Linked DNA regions of Anser cygnoides: region 2 is linked to region 1. The links are chromatin contacts, called in public Hi-C maps. All regions are on one chromosome and are shown on one strand. Each heading gives the region's core, a stretch centred on a gene start, on an enhancer-like site or on the middle of the called end of the contact. The rest is flanking DNA. Distances are from core to core; before and after follow the strand shown.

Region 1 (3,704 bases), core at 738-3,237:
TTAGGGCACTGTTTTAGGATATGTGGGATGCAAGACTAAATCCCTTTGCCCTGAGAAAGGAAGAGATGCAGATAGCTCCATTCTTAGGTAAATGCTCAAACTACTACACCATTATACACAACAAAGGAAACAGAGCTCCCAGTACTTTTTGTACTGGCTGTGTGTACCACAGCCGTGGTTGCTGCACTTTGTTCTCAATTAATTTCTGCCTGCACGCACATTAAGTGTATTCAAAGACATCAGCATTAGACTAGGCCCCTCTCTCTCATTTCTGAACTGCTGTTGTGCTACATAAGGTGCTAAGCAGGCAGTCTACATTTTTCACAGTGAGGGTTGCCTCTTGCTCTGTATTTGCACTGCATCCACACAGAGACATTCAAACACCACAGAGGATCTGGATCAAAGCACCTGTTCCATATCACAGAACAATTCTCTGATGGAACCAAGAACCAAGTGGAAGAATCTCCAGTCTTCGGTCAAATATTAACCTATAAACAACATCTACTCCCAAGAGTACAAGTCCCATACTACATACAGGTTCATAATTTACTTTTAACTAAAGAACCTTAAATTAAGATGACACCCATTTTTAATTCTGTGCGCATCCATTGAGGGTTGCTTATTTTTGCTAAGCTGAATAATTATTTAAACTTGTTTTGCTTTATGAAATTGTGAAATTGTTTATGTTCTCTTGAATATCTCCCTCACGTTTCCATTGTAATTCTGCCAAACTTTCTTCATACTCAGCAAAACAAGCATATACTTTTTTTTTTTTTTAATTAGAAAAATGAGAAGACTACACAGTCTCTACAAGAAATTCTCTTTCTACAACAGCATTTCATAGGTCACCTTTCCAGTCACTATAGACACTGTAAACAGTACACTGGTTATCCCTGCTGCCAGAGAGCATTTGTAGATATTTAAAAGAACAGATACTGGAAACTTGATAGCTCATAGCTTCAGTGACCGGCCAGTAAAATTCCAAGATGTATGCCATGATTCATGAGTTGAGACCCTGCTTACTTTAAAGAAAGATGTCTTGACTGAGCAACCCTTAAAGGACAAAAGTCTTCTGCACATTCACAGGAAACCCCCAGATAGTCCCTTTGCTGCCTCTGGGCTTTTCCTGTGTTGTTACATCATATCAGATCACACAGGACTTTGCCCACTAGCCATGAGAGCACATGCCATTGTGCATCACAACGATCATTATCTTCTGGTCTTAGAGCCACGAACAACATATGGTTGAGGACTTCAATTCCTCTTGAGTTAAATTGGCAATCTCTGTGTGCTGAGGCTCAAGGTAAACAAAGACCTCAGGAACTTTGATTTATTGGCACATTCATGAGTGTTTTTGTTTGTTGCCTTTTTTTTTTTTTTTAATTCTAATTTTGGTTTGTTCATGGCTTCCATAAAGCCCACACGTACACATTACACGAGTCACACAGGAGAAAGTTCATTTGCAGGAGTTTACTCATCTCCCAGGGCTGTCTGGCTCAGGCCACTCTGTCATTTCCCCAGCCCCAAGGACAGCTTAGTTTTGTGCAGGTGACTGACCTGCGAGTCACAGGCAAAGTACAGTCAGCTTGTGAGTGGCCTTCAGACACAGGGGATGAGTAACAGAGTACACAGTGAGATTAAAGGAAAGATGGAGAAGGAGTGGAATGAAGGGACCAACAGATTAAACCAGATTAAACCGGCAGGCAACAAAAAGAGTCAACAACAACAACAAAATCTTTAACGGCCTTTTCAATATTTTTTCAATAAATAATTTTATAAAATTATATATCTTAAATAAATAATTATCTTCAATAAATAATTTTTCAGTAACCTTCCTTTGAAACTCGGAGCAGGCCATAGAAATCACAGGAGAACTGCAAAGCAGAAGCAACTCTTCTGGCCCAGTCTCCTGACACAAAGCAGCCAACATCAACAAAATCTCATTTTATATTCCAAAGGGAACATCTACATTTAGAAAAGTTCTTTTTTTAATGTCCAACTGTTGGCAGCTGGCTCATGCCACAATGAATGAGAGCTTATATCCTTTCAATAAGGAATAAAATGATCTGACAATGGATGCTGTTATGTTCCATATAATCACCAAATCCTCTTTAATTCTTGCTACACTCTTAGCATTGCTTCAGGCTCAGGGATTCCGTTGTTTACCTTAGCTTCACATTGCAATTCACTTGTGATATGCTCATGCCCCACCATGAAGATTTGCATGGAATGGGCATGTTGTGGCTGTGTTGAGGCAACACAGAGCTTCTGCAAACGCTGAATGATAATACCTGCATTCAGACACAGCACTAAGCATCACACCTGCCAAAACACAGGTATGATGCTGCATGACCACATCTCTTACTGTAACTACACGCTTCATTTTGCTGAGCGTTGAAGTTTCATTGTATTCTCTGGGGTCTTTTTTCACTGTATCTGTAACTTAAAAAGAACCAAACTCAGAATATGCTCTGTAAAAACAAGCTCCACAATGTGAAGCCTTGATCAAACAACCAACATTATCTGAGGGATTACTAAGGCAGGCACTTCAGGATCAGAAAGCATTTCCCAAATACTCAGCATTTATTTGGAGAGGATGACATTCTAGAACTACACTTTCTTTACCTTTCTTACACTGGAGCTACTGCTTTTCTATGAGATGGTACCATACTAAAATCAGAACGTTATTTGTTGCATGTTTAAGGCAATGAGCTTTCTAATCTTTTCCTCTTATACTTAGTGATAGTTACTCTCTTATAATTTTTACATTATTATTTATTCTTTGCAGGCTGATCTAGCAGACAGGGATGAGTCAGTGTTTACGATGCCTGCCTGAGACTCATAGACACACAGGGTGCACACGTTGCAGTAGATTCACTCTGGGTTTTAAGCAAATCACTGAATCTCTCTGTTTTAGCATAGTGATGGTAATATTCCTAGTTGACAAGAGTGTTACAAAAAGTTCTTTGGATCAGTGTGGCAGCTATAGTCATGTAAACATGTAAGATGCATCTAGTGTTGAGGATGAAAAGGAACTGGTAATCAGTACTCAACGAACACTTCAGCCTTTCACACATTGGTGAGGTGTGTTGCTTACTGGGTATTCAGAAGAATCTGCAGGAAAAATCCTGATCCAGCTGAAATGCACAATGAGACTGATCTTGCTGGGAGCAGGATTTGGTATTCTGTATTTAAAACAAGAGAAGCACGATCTGAGGTAGATTTTGAAATCTTGTCCTCGGGACAAGTCTGTCAACTGGCAGGTGTAGGATGAATCTGTCCAGCCCCAAATGATCTTATGCCATTATGTAACATTAGAAAATGCGTTTGCCATTCTACTCCAGAGCACTGAGTTATACAAGAACCCTTCCCCCATCGCCAAGGCATTGCACAGCCCTGCCTGTCATTATTAATGAGGATCATCTTTCTGTTACATGTCCAGGCTTTTCCTTTCTGATGTGGACTGGTTTGATTCCCACAAATGAGCCTGCAAGCAAATGATTACACTGTTTGCATTTCGTGCAGAGGTATGGCAACCAGCCTGCTTCGTCCAAAAGGCTGGATCCCGCATGGGGGGAGTGTGGGAACTGGGCAAAGGGGACTCTCCTCATCCTTTGCAAGTTTGGTGTGATATTTGGTATGATATTAAACCCTTGAAGGAAACATGCCAGTAAAAAACATGCAGGCCTGAGCTTGATTACGGT
Region 2 (3,704 bases), core at 716-3,215, 200 kb before region 1:
GACTTCTTTAGCCTTCTCTCAGAAAATAGTGTATTTTCCCTCGTTTTCCTCTTATTATATCCCTTCCAGTTAATATCCATCTTCCTTTAAGTGAGGGACCAGAAGTGTGGACAGTGTTCCTGGAGGGAACTTAGCAGTCCATTGCAGTTGATATTAATGCTTTATCCCTAATGTTATCTTCTGCATAATGGATCCTTATTATTTTTTTTTCATAATTATTTTTCCTCCTGCTTAAAGCGGACTTACTATGTACAATTTTATCTAACTTCTTTTCTACTTCTTAGCATCCTCCAGATCTACTTAGATGCTACCCAGACCCTCTTCCTTCTCAATATCTCAGCTCTCCATTGTGAAACCTCAGTGGGACAAACTTATGTCCTGTGCCAAGATCCTTAATGAAGATATTTAATTAGACATGTCCCAAGAACAATTCTTAAGGATACCCAGTAGACACCTATTTCTAAACCTCTCCTGATACAATCTGTTGTGTCCTCTTTAATCAGCTATTTATCCAAGTTTGAACTTTTACGCTAAACTTCACCTCCTTCAGGATAAATAGTAACTTCCACTGTTGTATTAAATTACTTGGGTTACTGAAGTCCAAGTAAGTAATTATCTCCCTAAAATAAAACAAACAAACAAACAACAAAAAAACGCTGCCACCTCAACAAGAAAGACTGCCTGGTAGGACTGATCTTTGGTAATGCAATTGAGCCTTTTGACTAATTTTCCATTTACTTTATCACATTTAATTTTTCCTCTCCTTTGAAATGTTTAATTTTTCCTCTCCTTTGAAACACTTACAGAAGTCCTGTATGGTCTCAAAAGCAGAATAATGGTTCTATGGCAGTGTTGTTTTTTTTAGTCCTTGAAAATGTGGAGACCTTGTTTTATTGTGTAGACATTTAGAATTATTTATTAATTTAATATATCATATGTATTATATTATATATTAAATTGTTGTGTGTGTGTGTTTTTAATGACATATGTATTACTCCTAAATTAAAATAAGAATTTGACCCAAGTATGCTGTGACTGGGAAGTGTTGGGAAAACTAGAGTTGACACGTTTCTCACAGTGAGGATTTAAAGTCTATGAAATTCCATCAAGAATTACTTTCATATAGATACTGTCCTGGCCACGTACCATTTGTTGTACACCCAGACATCCTGTGTGTCTCCAGTACTGTGTAACACATTTCATGGTGGCAAAATTTACTGTGGAATTAACCTGATTCATTTCTTAATCAATGCAACTTTTTGATGCTCACACCCTTTACAGAGAAGTAAGGAAAGCTAGCCTTTTAAATCCAAGTTAATTTTAAAGGGCAAATATGATTTAAAAAAAGAACAAAACAACCCAGACAGTCATTTCTGTCACTGAGGCTCTATAAGTTGTACCTGATAAATCAGCTTCATATAATACCTCAGAAAACACTTAGTAGTGTCTTCTGTATGCCTTGTTTGTAAAGCTCTGTTTACTTACTTGTCAGTGTTTGGCTAACTATTAACCACAATTAACCTGATGGTTGGTGTTTTTTGTTTTTTTTTTTTTATCTCTCTTTTTTTTTTTTCCCCCCAAACAAACCAAATATTTATCAGAAAAACAAAACTTATTCAGTAAGCCAAATGCAAATGTTGTCTCAAGCAAGGGAAGAGAGGTCGGGGGAGCAATAAGACGCTTTTTCCACATGCAGTAGTTCTTTAATTATTTCTGGTTGCAGATCAGTGGTAGGTAAGTGGAACAGCAAAATCATAATTTTCTGATAGTTATTGGCTTTATTAAAAGTATTATTTCCATACTGGTATTTAACAGACTTCTGCATTTCAGGGAGAAAAAAGTTGTTTTAAAGACTGGTAGGTGGAAACATTTTAAAATTCACTGTGATGCTAGTAAGCAGTTTTTATTTTCTTTTCTTTCTTCCTAGAGTCTGCTTCCGAGCAGCAAGTACCAAAATATGTCTGGAGCTCAACAGAAGTCACATGCACCAATAACTTCTGCATCCTTTACTAACTTCTCGCTGGCACTCTCCCACACTTTCTCTAACAAAGTTGGTGGTGGCTTCTATCTCCCTTGTCGTGTCCATGGGACAGACCTACAGTGCTAAATCTGCTCTCATGTATGGTTAATACTCTCATCTCCCCCTGCCTAAAAATTGCAAGGAATAAAATGAGGTAAAACCAACTTTTGTGTTAATGGTGTCGAAAGTGGGGCAGGTTACAGCCAAAATAAAAATGTTAAAGTGACTTGAAGATGATACCATAAGTGCACAGAGAATCAGTTTTACTCACATTGTTCTTAGGGGGGTGTAGGTGTTTCAGCAGATATTGCAGACTTCCTAAACTGAGAGTGCAATTTGTAATAAAACATTTCACTTTTCCCAGACGATGCTCCCCTATTTGAGGATGTTTGTGAAAACATCCTGCCAAATCTGTGATTTCACGAACTTATCTACATTGATAACATAACAGTGAATAGTGGCTTATCTGTAGGATCAAGCTGTGTTAAAAGGAGAATGTGAAAAAATGCACATTTGAAGGCTTTCTCTCCCCTGAGAGAGGAGGAAAGCGCATAAATGTGCACAAAACGAACCACATGCCCCAGGCTTTCAGAATCAGACCTTTTCATTTTGTTCTTTCTGAAAATCTGTGAAATCCAATGAGTTGAAAAATTACATAATAAAAAGTTCTATTTGTTAACTGAATTAACTTCACCTTATCTCTTAATAAAGCAAAATTGTGAGATTTGTGCAACGTGCATTAATATTCTCCACAATCCACTGAGCTTCCAGCCTTACTTTTAAATTAGCATATCATGGCTTTCTCAAGGACAATCAGATATTGCTCTCGATTACATCCATGGCAGAACAAAAGTAATGCCACTGACTGGGGCAAAATTATTCCAGAGTTACATGGGCAGCACCATGTAAGGACGGCTTAAATACAATCCATTTAATTAAATCCAAATTCACCATACTTCAACAAGTTATAAGCAAGAAGAAAAATGAGACTGAGTGCACTAGTCTTATTGCCACCATGTGTTATAAACCTGCCTTGGATTCAACATAAGTATGCCCATGCAGTGGGGTTTGGCAGAAAGAAGAATAATTTCCCTCTCCTAACTCAGATAAAAGGTTGGTTTGCAGTTTTGATTCAACAGTCCTTCCAGTAAGATGTTATCCTATAAGAGAGCAGCAGCCTTGAATTCCCCTCTCACTTCCTTAATGGCTTTTGCATTGCGTTTTCACTGCTGCCGTCAAAACAACTTCTTTGGCAGCCGCATCTTCCTGCGCTCCTCAGCCTTAACAGTGACCGCTGTTATCCCCACCAAAGGCATCTGGGACCAAGTGCTCTCCTGGATGAAAGTGAGAGCATCTGTCTTCACCATCAAAGTGAAATCCTTCGCCTTGTTTTTGCAGAGCTCTGAGGCTCTGGTTTAAGTGCTGGGAGAAAGAGGGGATATCATACAGGGCTGCGTATGCAATTATCAGGACATGCATCCACAGTGTGGAGCAGGGAGAAAGAGGCATCCATGAGCCCCATGCTCATGTAAGCCAAAAAGAGACAAACTTGCCCTTAATGTAAACTGTCCTGCAGTTTGTTATTTACTCAGGTACCACTCAGATCTGGGCAGCACCATGTGGGGAAACAAACGTAGCAGTAAGGATAAACTCTGTCCTCACACATGCTGCTCTGAAGGCCAAA

Evidence for each region. A called contact is a pair of places that touch in the nucleus more often than the background predicts.
Region 2: a Hi-C map of liver shows a contact between it and region 1, with 1.8 times the contacts expected there. The contact joins two enhancer-like sites. A contact is called at or near these places in 5 of 7 Hi-C or Micro-C datasets (fetal liver, granulosa cells and liver).

The regions. Positions count from the first base shown.
Region 1 is chr2:59,066,849-59,070,552 of Taihu_goose_T2T_genome, reverse strand. No RefSeq gene overlaps it. Among named protein-coding and RNA genes, the nearest start is that of SEC61G, 42 kb to the right of the region's middle. Within about 2 kb of position 1,987, at least 2 of the 3 cell types and tissues checked have open chromatin away from gene starts, as enhancers often do. A contact at or near this core is called in liver, where this site is marked.
Region 2 is chr2:59,268,787-59,272,490 of Taihu_goose_T2T_genome, reverse strand. All of the region lies in intron 1 of EGFR (epidermal growth factor receptor), which reads right to left. Among named protein-coding and RNA genes, the nearest start is that of EGFR, 95 kb to the right of the region's middle. Within about 2 kb of position 1,965, at least 1 of the 3 cell types and tissues checked has open chromatin away from gene starts, as enhancers often do. A contact at or near this core is called in liver, where this site is marked.